2 separate regions of the Sus scrofa genome follow, and region 1 is linked to region 2. The links are chromatin contacts, called in public HiChIP or PLAC-seq maps. All regions are on one chromosome and are shown on one strand. Each heading gives the region's core, a stretch centred on a gene start, on an enhancer-like site or on the middle of the called end of the contact. The rest is flanking DNA. Distances are from core to core; before and after follow the strand shown.

The links. HiChIP or PLAC-seq counts read pairs in DNA pulled down with a chosen protein or histone mark.
Region 1: an H3K27ac HiChIP or PLAC-seq map of alveolar macrophages shows a contact between it and region 2. The contact joins the promoter of MECP2 here to the promoter of IRAK1 in region 2. A contact is called at or near these places in 1 of 5 promoter capture datasets (fetal liver), 12 of 47 Hi-C or Micro-C datasets (brain, embryonic fibroblasts, fetal liver and 7 more) and 2 of 2 datasets of contacts at active chromatin or transcription factors (alveolar macrophages and skeletal muscle).

What each region holds. Positions count from the first base shown.
Region 1 is chrX:124,785,565-124,791,291 of Sscrofa11.1, reverse strand. It overlaps MECP2 (methyl-CpG-binding protein 2), which reads left to right and starts at 2,229. Exons shown (of 5, transcript XM_021080802.1): 1 at 2,229-2,315.
Region 2 is chrX:124,722,644-124,728,576 of Sscrofa11.1, reverse strand. IRAK1 (interleukin-1 receptor-associated kinase 1) reads left to right here and starts at 3,722. Exons shown (of 15, transcript XM_003135490.4): 1 at 3,722-3,942; 2 at 4,030-4,197; 3 at 4,330-4,461; 4 at 4,583-4,686; 5 at 4,858-5,043; 6 at 5,251-5,315; 7 at 5,502-5,587; 8 at 5,590-5,615. The coding sequence starts at 3,807. It overlaps LOC106507059 (a long non-coding RNA gene), which reads right to left and starts at 3,525. Exons shown (of 2, transcript XR_001302752.2): 1 at 3,284-3,525; 2 at 1-2,721.

The DNA.
Region 1 (5,727 bases), core at 980-3,479, 64 kb before region 2:
CTCTGCTTGCCTTTTTTTTTTTTTTTTTTTTTTTTTGCTTTTCAAGGGCTGCACCTGCTCCATATGGGAGTTCCCAGGCTAGGGGTCGAATCAGAGCTTCAGCTGCCAGCCTGTGGCAGTGCAGTGTCTTCCACAGCCATGGGAACATGGGATCTGAGCTGTATCTGCCGCCTACACCACAGCTCATGGCAACGCCGGATCCTTAACCCACTGAGGAGGCCAGGGATTGAACCTGAATCCTCCGGTTACTGGTCGGGTTCATTACTGCCAAGCCACAATGGGAATTCCCTATGCTTGTCATTTTTTTCCTTCTATTTTCTCCAGGTTTACTCTGCTGTTCCTTTTATACTTTCTTGCATTGGAGGTTCAGTTTGTTGACTTATTAACTGCTTGTTTGCCCAACTGCCCACTCAACATCTCTTCTCAGCATCGCACGTCTAATAGGCAGCCCACGCTTAATACGGCAAAACAGAATCTTTGACCTGTACCGCCAAAAATGTACTCCTACAGTTTTCCCCATCATGGTGAAAGCGCCCGTTCACTCAGTTGCTCAGGCCAAAACCTCAGGACGCATCCTTGTTTCTTCTCTTTCTTTATGCCCTACCTCCAATCTTCTCTGCTCAATTTTGAAAACATAGCTTGGATTGCACAACTTCTCAGAAACTTCACTGCTACCACCCTAGTGAAAAACCACTGTCACCTCTCCTAGACTGCTGTCAGGGCCTCCTGCCTGGGCTCTTGCTCCTCATTTTGTCTCGCCACAGATTTCCACACTGTACCTGCCATAGACATCTGATGATGGCAGCTCCCAGTTCAAAATCCTCCAAAGACTTCTCATCTCAGAAGAAGCTTCCAGTTCCCATGGCAGCTCCAGGTGCCTCTCCAACCACATACCCCGTCACTCTTCCAGCCACATCAACTTACTCGTGAGACCTCAACACGTCAGGTGTAGTCTCTCCTCAGGGCCTTTGAACTTGCCCAACATCTTCTTCTCTCCCCAGATAGCCATATGGGGAATAATATGTGAGCAAAAGCCTGTGGTTATATAAGCAGCACCCCCTTTACCCTTGCTTTATCTGTCTGAAAGCGCTTATCACTAGGAGACATATTACACACTTATTTGTACATATTGCTTTGTATGAAGCCTCCCCCACAGGAATGATAGTTTTGCTGTCTTATTCAGTACTGTGCATCCAGAGCCTGGAACAGTGTCTTCCATAACGTGTATTTAATAAATTAACAGAGGGTAAGGAGCCACATCAGAATCAGAGGGTTCCTTGACCCTAGCTCAAGGGTCACTGGATGAATCGGATGATAGCTGGAATCAGAGTAAGGTCGCCTAGACAAACAGGCCTATCCTGAACACTCCATTAGCTAAAACTTTTCTCATACTCTTAAATATTTTTCTCACCGGCACTGTGGATCTTAGCTCCCAAATCACTTCTTCTAGAAGTCTTTCCTCTCCTGTGCAGGCAGTTAAGGGCTGCTGCCTTTGTGCTTCCATTGTGCCTTCTGCCCACCTCCACCAGACTATCTGCAGCCTTGGCTCTTCCCCCATCAGAGTTTCAAGAAGATCAAGGCTGTGATTTGTTCCTCAGTTTATTCCCTGCCCCTGTGATTGTGTGGCACACTACAGGTCAGATGTAAGAATGCATTGGGTAGGCCTCTTAAACCAAGGTCCCTCGGCTGGAACAATGTCAGGCAACTTTGCTGCTTGTACTGAAGGTGGTAATGTGGAGAAAATGCGGGTGCGGTGAAACACGTATAGCGGCGTACTGGGTGTGTTTGTGGACAGCGGGTCGAGGGCCCGGCATGGCCGCGCAAACAAGCGTCCCGAGCCTAGGCCTAGCTTTGCTCCAGCATCCGCAAGGGCCCATTAATCCTTAATATTCAAATTCCGCCCACTAAACCAGCCCCCCGGAGCCCAAGCCGCTTCTTTTTCCCAAATGACGGCCGTTGGCAGCCAATCCGCAGCTAGACGGGGCGTCCGCCCCCTTTTCCCTTGCCGGAATGGACACGATCTCCCGCCAATTGGCGGCGTCGCCGCCGAGACCCCGCCCCACCCCGGGCGCCGCACCCAATGGCGTGCGGGCTCGCGGCGGCGCCGGGGGCCGGGCGCGGGTGCGCAGGTGCAGCAGCGCGCAGGCCGGCCGGGAGGGCGGGGCGCGACGTCGGCCGTGCGGGGTCTCGGCGTCGGCGGCGCGCGCGCTCCCTCCTCTCGGAGAGAGGGCTGTGGTAAAAGCCGTCCGGAAAATGGCCGCCGCCGCCGCTGCCGCGCCGAGCGGAGGAGGAGGAGGAGGCGAGGAGGAGAGACTGTGAGTGGGACCGCTGCGGCCGCGGGCGGGGACCCTTGCTGGGGGGCGGGGGTAGGGGCGGGACGTGGCGCGGGAGGGGCCCGCGGGGTCGGGCGACACGGCTGGCGGATGGCGTCCCTCCTCTCTTACCCTCCCCCTCCCGCTGGTGACGGCCCCCCCCCCTCGGCCCGTTACCCGCACTTGCGGGTGACCGTCCTCGGCGCAGCCTCCCAGGGCAGCCTTCGCCTGGTTCCCCCCTCCCTCCCTCCCTCCCGCCTTCGGCGCGCATCCCGGCCCCTGGCCCCGCGGGCGCCCCTGTCGCCGGGGCTTCGCCTGTCGGGGCTGCGCGCGCGTCGTGCCCTTCGCGGGGCTTCGGGCCCGCGGCGCCGTCGCGCGCCCGCGGCCCCGGCCTCTCCCTGGATCGCGCTTTCGCGTCTCCCTCCCTCGCGCGCCCCCTCTCCCGTTACTCGGCCCCCCCACCGACGCGCGTGCGCAGTCCGCCTCCCGTCGGGAGAGTGCGCCACAAGGGCTCCGGCGCTCTCACCCCCATCTCCAGGCTTTGCCTCCCCCTCCTTCTCGCCCATTCCATGACTTTCTGCCCCCACTGCGAGCGAGTTCCTTTCGCATCTAGCAGGAACAAGTAGGTGGGAATTATTGTCCACCCACAAAAGGCGCTAGACATTGTGTTCCTGGTCCCACGGCTCATCATAAAGAGGCGGTTATAGTTACCATCAGGAGCCGTGGGTCGGGGACTGCGTGTCCGGCAGCACCTGAGGCTCTTCGGTGGGAGCTCGCCCCCAGGGTCTTTGGGGGTGCTGTGGCCTCAGAATCTGAGCGCCCTCCCCTCCTCCCCCCGTTCGCCGGCGATCTTCCAGTTACATAAGTGGAGTGGGACATAGTATGTGACCGGCTTCCAGAGCCGCGGAGCGCGCCTTGCTCACGATCCCCAGCCCCGGATGGGGCAATTTCATCGCCCCTCTGTGGTTCCTGTCAGTTGTCCCCGAAAGTTTCTTTTCTTTTTCGTGTGGTTCTGACTGAATCACCCAAACTGAAATTCAGGTGACTTGTACGTGGCGTGGCAATGTTTTCTGTGGGTTTGCACTGAAGACTTAAGGTCACTGTGAAGAGTCTAAAGATTGCTTTGACGGAGGAGACCGTTTATGGCATTACCAAGTGTGGATCAACGGGGCGGGGGTGGGGGGGGAGCTTGCTCTGGAACATACCTCTGTGGCCGTCGCTTCTGTTGTGTGTTTGGTGTAGATTGGTCACAGCAGAAATGGGCTCCACCACAAAAATGATATTCCTGACTCATGGTCAGGCAGATGTGTGCTTCTGATTATTTTTCCAGGAACAGGAACGGGCTCTGTAGAGCCATTCCCATGTTGTGTCTTTGCTGTGCAGGATCAGTGCCCCACATTGTGAGATGGTAGGATCGAATTCAGGGAGTGCTTGGTGATCGTGGAACCAAACCTACTAGCCCGTGAGGCTGAGTGGCTTAGACTTTGTAGGACTCTCACAACTTTTAGGCATTTTGTCATTCTACAAAAAGGAAGCATATTCAGGCCTTGGGAGGAGAATTCATTGTTAATGGACAATTACTCTAGGGGAGAAATTTGGGTTTCAAAGCCAGAATTTTCATCTGCGTCTTAGTGATTTCACTTAACAATGAGATTAACTGCTCCTCTTGGGTTGTTTGAAACATGCTGGATCCTTATTGCAGACAACCAGCCAACCAGATCCGGATTTTTTTAGGTCTCTTGGGAATTTCCACCAGGGATTCAGGGAAATAGGCTTGTTTATGGGCTTTTTAGGACTTGTACTTAAAAGTCCAGTCAGGGAGCCTAGGAAGCCTTTGGTTTTATGTTCTTACCCAGACCATGTCAGAACCTTAAAGGACACAGCCAGTGTAGTAGAAGTACGGGATTAAATAAGTTGTCACCGAGCGCACATCGCTGGCCCGGCCCTGCCGTACATTCCTGTCCACACACACACACAAGCCTCACTTGACAAAGCTTCCAGGGTTTGTACATCTGAGCCCGAGATGTGAGAGGACAAGGGCTCTGCTTCGTTTGGCATCATTGGCAGTGCGTTAGCCCTCTCGACTGCCCCTCCAGACAGCTGTTCCATCCTACCCCTATCCCTTTAAACTGCACAGCTTCCAGAATATAGTTTCTCTGCAGAGTGCCTGGTGGCATCTGAAGTCATTGTGTCCTAACACCTTGAAGAAACCTTCTGTGGCTTTCTTGCCAGTACTGGCCCATCACACCATGCTGTCTCTTGCTGCTACAAACTTGCCTGGAAGGCCTTAAACCTAGAGTCCCAGGTCTTTGTTTCACCTGATAGACCATCATGCAGTCAGATTGCACTCCAGCTTTTGTACTTGCTTATGTTAGGGTTAGAATACAATTTTGCATTCTATTTGCAATTTCCAGCCAGAGCCATTGTTTCCCTGTCTGCTCTGCCTCTTTGTGGCCGAATCTAGTGGGGTGGGGAGGTAAGCTGTGGAATGTGACAGAAAAACTGATGAGCGGATGTTGCCCCCATCCAAATACTCCTTCCTCCGCATTGAGATGGAATGAGAAACTTGCTTCTTGAACCTAGAATAAAGAGCAGATGTAAAGGTGTTACTTTCTTACTCCAGGCCAGTTTTCATCACTCATACACCTGCCTGGAATTATTTGCATGATAAATGATGTCTCCTGGAAGCCGTAATCTTTTATAAAGGCGAATATCAGTGGAGATCTTTTTATCGGCTAAGAGCACTTTGTGGCCAAGCTGCCCGAGTTATCTATGAGAAGAAGACAAGCAGAGAAGATGTTTGACCTTTGTAGTAACTTGTGTTTTAAGTGCACTGGGGGTAAAACATAGTCTAGACTGGCAGTTCCAGGGAGTGTGGCAGGACGCCTGCTTGTTCTCACCCCCTCTGCCATGGTAACATGTGTGCAGACCATCTCGTGTGGTCAGCAGACACAACCTTTTTTCTCGGGTAGAGCATTATTACCCCTCCAGTGGATGGACCTTGCCCTCAGTGTTTTGGTACCAGCCCTCTCCAGTCAAACTGCCATTGTCACCACTGCGCCTTTACCTCATTTTGGGTAGGACAGATGTAAACGAGTTCCTTTTCCTTGTACTCTCTGACACAAAAGTGCTCTTGTGCCTTTCTCTTGCGAGGAACCTTTTCCTTCCTATTGAAAGCTTGATTTGCATGCCATTGCTTAAATCCTTGGTTCCACCCCTTTGATGGTAGGTATGGCGTCTGGGGGAACTGAGTGGGAACAGGAATTTGGGGGCTGGCAGGGCATGCCCCCTCCCATGTTTAAGGGGGATTGTGACCACTCTGTTACAGACTAAAGCCTCGGCCTTTTTCACTTCTTCAAGGCACACTTGCATTGGTTCTGCTGGCCTATGGATGTGTCCTTAGCATAGCTGTTCT
Region 2 (5,933 bases), core at 2,473-4,972:
GGAGGGGCTGTCCTTTTTCCCCAGGAGGGGAGATCCAAAGACGAGACCCCTGCCCAGACCAGCCAGAAGCCACCCAAAGAAGTTAAGCCTAAAGCCAATGGACCGAATAGCTGATGTGTTGCCGTTTTCGAAGTTAGAGCCAAACCAGGTTTTGTTCCATTCGGTGAATTCTTTTGCCCCCCCCCCCCCGAGATTATTCGCATCATGGTTATGTTTTCAATAAGGACAGACAAGGCTGATGTTCCCGCGAGGGGTGTGAGCAGAGCCAACCTGGCCTCAGTGGGAGAAGGTTGGGGCGGGCCCGAGTGGTGCAGCTCAGACAGAGGGTGGGCATCTCCCTGGAGACCTGCGCCATGGCCACAGGTCGGGTATACGTTGACAGGGCATTACTGTTCAGGGTGGGCATTACTGATCAGGGCACCGTCGTCCCCTCCCGCCCCGTCCCGCAGTGCTCGCTCGTGACGTGACCTCTCAATCCCCCCCCGTGCCCAGACGAAGAGGTGATGGCGGAGGGGGTGCCCTCTCTTTGCTGTCATCCAATCCCCAGCAAAATTTGGACGTGAGAAACCCCCTTCTTTTTTCATGGCAAGTCCAGATCCTCCTTCTCAGAGAAGCCGTTGCCTCCCAGACACTGTGGAGGGCTGATGGAGCAGGGACAAACGCGTGCCCCCTTAGCGCCTGGCGGCCCCTCCTCTGAAAGGTGAGCACAGTGCTGACTGTGGCGACTGTTTGCGCGTGGGGTTGAGTAGCGGCAAGAACCCGACAGAGTCGCTGCCCCGTCCTGAGTCGCAGTGACACAGGTGGCCCAGTGCAGAGGGAGCTGGCTCCAGCCCAGAAGCCCGCCCGAGGGTGGGCAAGGCGTGCGTGGGGCGCGGGGAACAGCCCAGGACAGACTTGGCTGGAGATGTCTCCAAAAGCCCTCTATCGCATTCACCTTCAGTTTTTGTGTTTTGGGACAATTACTTTAGAAAAATAAGTAGGTCGTTTTAAAAACAAAAAATATTGATTGCTTTTTTGTAGTGTTCAAAAAAAGGTTCTTTGTGTATAGCCAAATGACTGAAAGCACTGATATATTTAAAAACAAAAGGCAATTTATTAAGGAAATTTGTACCATTTCAGTAAACCTGTCTGAATGTACCTGTATACGTTTCAAAAACACCCCCCACTGAATCCCTGTAACCTATTTATTATATAAAGAGTTTGCCTTATAAATTTACATAAAAATGTCCGTTTGTGTCTTTTGTTGTAAAATCAAGTGATTTTTTCATAAGGTTCTTTTACTATTTGAAAAGATGGGCAGCACGCAGTTTCCTTTTATTTTTGTAAGTTTTTTAATACGTGTGAAAGCCAAGAATACTCAGCATGCCTTTTAAGTGACGCGTTTGCACCTTTTGTTGGGAAGTACTGTATCCTGTGCTGTTAGCATTCTCGATAAATCTCTCTGTGAAAGTGACTCAAGGTCTGGGCTTTCATTATCAGACAGCTCACAGGACAGCACGGCGGTGTTCCCTGATTCGCTCTGGCCCTGAGCACGAGGAAGCCAGCCGCTCTCAGGACTGGCGTGGGAAGAAAGGGCAAGCCGCTCCCGCGGGCCTCCCTTGGGGCACGCCTGCGCGGGCCGGGAAGCTCTGGGGCGGCAGGCCTTCAGCACAGCAGCACGACGTCCCTGCTCCTGAGGGGCCAGGGTAGGGGTGTCTCCGGTTCTGGCTGTGCCCAAGGGATGTGCCCAGGTGCCTTTGGAAACACCGCGCCCCAGCCGCCAGCTCGGCTCCTGCTGCTGTGCCTACCGCCCACGACCCTCCCCTGGCTTCGGCTGACCTGGATCCCGGCCTGAAGGGGGCGCGCTCACACCCTGCCTGTGCTCCCCGGCGTCCTGGAAGGCAGTGGGCTCTCTGGAGCTGCCAGCCCCGCCCCAGCCGACTTCCAGCAGGCTGCTGATGGCCTGGAGGGGACAACGACTGCTCAGAGTCCAGCATCACACACAAACGTGGACACACCTCCTAGGCGGTGCGCTGCAAAGCCGTGTCCGTGAACGTTAAGGGGCGACGTTCACCGTGGGTGTGTGCTGAGCATCCCTCGGGGCCAGCGCTGTCCGCTGTCCCGGGAGCCAGCTGCAGTGTAGCGGGAGCAAGTCGGCCCCAGTCCTGGTTCGCTTGGAGCTCGGCGTGGGCGCGCACGATCGTTCCCTGTGGTTAAGGGGAGTCTTAGGGCTGTCCTGGTGGGGAGTCAGTCACTGGGGCTCCGGGCGCGGCCGGCCTCCTCTTTGGGAGTGGCTGGAGGTGGCCGCATCGTTCGGGGAGAGGCCCGTCTTGGGCAGACCTGTTTTCTGGGAACGCCGCCTGGCGTGGGGCGGAGGGGTGAGCAGCCCTTGGGGGTCAGCAAAGACCTGTTGCCTTTGAAGCGGGCAAGCAGCTGGAGAAACAAAAGGCGAAGTCACCCTGGCTGCTTTGGGGGGGGGTCTTTGCCATCTGGTGGGGGAGGCAGCCAAGTGGAGAGGCTGAAGAAGGACGCGTCAGAGGTGCCGGCCAAGCAGGGGCTGTGGGAGGCTCGCCTGAGGGGCCCAGGGAGCTCTCCGCCGAGCTTCCGCCCGGGGGGCTGTCTGAGCTCCAGCTGGTCCGGTGCGGGCCACGCAGCTGCAGGGCAGGTCGCTGCAGGGCAGGTCGCATTCTTGGAACCCTAAGGAGCTCTGGATGGCTGCAGGCTGCTGCTGTGTGCCGAGCGCTAGACAGAGGTGGACAGGAAGGGGCTGGGTGACGACAGCAGTGGGGGCAGGGCGGAAGAGCTGGGACCCCAGCGGAGGGCTTCGGGGAACCCCGGGAAGGCCCGAAGCAGGCAAGTGAGGTGGCTTGAGTTGTGCCTAAGGAAGACGACCCGGCACTAAGAGGTAGCACTGGGGGCAGTGGGCCTGTGGGCAAGAGATGGACTCCAGGAAAGCTCAGGGAGGTGACAGGGAAATAGCAGCTGCTGCCGCGCCAAGCGCCTGAGACCCCAAGGACACCAATGGCTGCCCAGCAGAGTGCGACCAGTGTGCGGCCAGCCCTGGGAGCTCGGTGCCCGATGAGCGCTTCAGAAAGGAGGGGGGGACCGCCAGCTGAGCCAGGAGGGTGACAAGAGGGAGGAGCGACAGCAGGAACCGAAGGCCTCTTTTCAAGAGATGTAAACACGTTTCATGTGCCAGTGGCGGAGGAGCCAACAAAGAAAGAGATACGGCAGGTGCTGCAAAGAGCGGGAAAGATGGGCTCCCGCGCCCAGGAGGTGGCTGGAAATGCTGAGTTGGGCTGACCTGCTGTAAAGCTTCCAGACCGTTCTTCTGCACCCCGCCTCGGCCAGGCCGCCTCTGCGACCCACATCTGACCCTGCCCTGCCCGGATCCGTTGACCACCCTCCGCTGCCTCCTAGATAAAACCAACTTCTTAAGACGGCCTCCCGGGGCCCCTCGGCCGGCCCGGTGCCAGCCCTTTCCGGAACAACCCCGCGCCGCCGCCGCTCCGAGCCCGCCCCTCCTCTTGGGAGCCCGCCCCCCCCCCGCCCCCCCCCCCCCGCGCCGGGCCCACTGCGCAGCCTTCCCGCCGAGCGGTCGCGCGCGGCGCCCCCGTGTGGCCGGGGCTCGCGGCGGCGGCGGCGGCAGCGGCGGGCGACATGGCGGCGGGCCCGGGCACCGCCCCTTCCGCCCCGCCGGGCGTCGCACGAGGCCGGCTTAAAGGGGAAGTGAGTCAGTGTCCGCGGACCCGGCCGGCCGAGGCCCGCGCCCGCCGCGGCCCCGAAAGGCCGCGAGAGGCCCCGGCCGGGCGGCGGCGGCAGCGGCCATGGCCGGGGGGCCAGGCCCGGGAGACCCCGCGGTCCCCGGCGCCCAGCACTTCTTGTACGAGGTGCCGCCCTGGGTCATGTGCCGCTTCTACAAGGTGATGGACGCCCTGGAGCCCGCCGACTGGTGCCAGTTCGGTGGGTGGCGGCGGGCCGGCGGGGGCGGGGCGGGGCGGGGAGCGCGCGGGGCCCCGGCGCCCAGGCCTGACGACCCCCGCCCCGCAGCCGCCCTGATCGTGCGCGACCAGACCGAGCTGAGGCTGTGCGAGCGCTCCGGGCAGCGCACGGCCAGCGTCCTGTGGCCGTGGATCAACCGCAACGCCCGCGTGGCCGACCTCGTGCGCATTCTCACGCACCTGCAGCTGCTCCGCGCGCGGGACATCATCACAGCATGTGAGCGCGCGGTGGCCCTCGCCCCCACGCCGGGCCCCGGGCTAGGGGTCGCCCAGGGCGTCCCACGGAGCTCTTCCCCCCTCCCCGCCCCGCGCCTGGGCCTAACAGTCCTTTCCTTCCTCGGTGTCCTAGGGCACCCTTCCGCCCCTTTTCTGCCCCCGAGCAGCACCACCCCCAGGCCCAACAGCATCTCTGCACCCTTGGAGGCCAAGGCCCCCAGCCCCCGGAAGTTGCACTCGTCAGCCTCCACCCTCCTCTCCCCAGGTAAGACAGCCCGGCCGGGTGTGGGCTTGAGGAACCTGAGAAAAGGACCCCCTTGACCCTGGCCATGGCAGTGAATCCTGCGGCCGGTCGCCGTCTCCCTGTCACTGGTGTCTTTATGCAGCTTTTCCAGGCTCCCAGACTCATTCTGACCCTGAGCTCGGCCCTCACACAAGCCCTGCCGCCCTCCAGCCCCCAGCGCTATCTGCAGCCCCTCTCTCTACCCAGGTAGGTGGGTCCTGCGGGCCCGCGGGTCTGAGACAAGCCCGAAGAAACCCAGCCTTCGCTACACTGGGGAGCCCCAGCCAGCCCAGCAGGGGCGCTGGGAGTTGAAGGAGCTTGTGGCCTGGGCAGAGGGGAGGAGACAGGCCTCCCCTGATCCGGGGTCTCTGCCCACAGCCAAGCCCAGAAAGCTCAGGGTCCCTCTTGCCGGGGGCCCCCTCTTCGTTCTGCTGGCCCCTCCACGAGATCCGCCAGGGCACCCAGGACTTCTCAGACGCGCTGAAGATCGGGGAGGGCGGCTTCGGGTGTGTGTACCGGGCGGTGATGAGAAACACGGTGTACGCTGTGAAGAGGCTGAAGCAGGTGCGTGGAGCAGCCGGCAGAGGCCCCGGTCCTCCCCCCGCTGCTCCCCCACACCGCTCTTCCACCCTCCGATGCCTCTGTTCAAAGCCCCCAGCCCCTTGCTTATTCCGGGCCCAGAACAGGTGGCAGTGGGAGTGGCCGTGCAGCCTTGACCGCACGAGCCTCACACTGCCCGTCCCCGTCCCTCCTTTTCCCCGGGGGCTGCAGGAGGCAGACCTGGAGTGGAGCACGGTGAAGCAGAGCTTCCGCACCGAAGTGGAGCAGTTGTCACGGTGAGCCTGGGGTGCCCCATCGGCCTCTAGGGTCATACACCCTGGGACCTGGCTCCCTCAGTCCCGCGGAGCCTGCCAGGCCCGGGCCAGCCGAGGGGCCAGCAGGAACCGCACACCCCGGGATGGCCAGATGGGAGGCGCGTGGATGCGGGGGCCACAGCGCTCAGTCCCAACTCTGTCGAGCAGGTTTCGTCACCCCAACATCGTGGACTTTGCTGGCTACTGTGCTCAGAGTGGCTGCTACTGCCTCGTCTACGGCTTCCTGCCCAACGGCTCCTGGAAGACCGCCTCCACGTCCAGGTAGCCTAACCCGGCCTGGCACGGCCGCCCCGAGGCGGGCACGCTTGGCACCTGCTGCTCTCACCTGCCCGGAAGCCTCTGAAAGCGGGGCTCCGGACTCAGAGTGGCTTGAGCGGAGGAGGCCGCCCCGCCTGCCTGCGCACCCGGGCCCAGCCCGTGAGGCGCCCTCCAGACGCCGGGGCTGCGTGCGCGGGGCCAGTGTCTTTGCTCTCGCACCCGAGCCGCTCGGGACGAGCAGGCCGTGCCGGGGAAGGCGGGGAGGGGCTCTGGAATGAACGCCGACCTTCAGGAGCCGAGGGCGGCCACACGCCCGGCCGC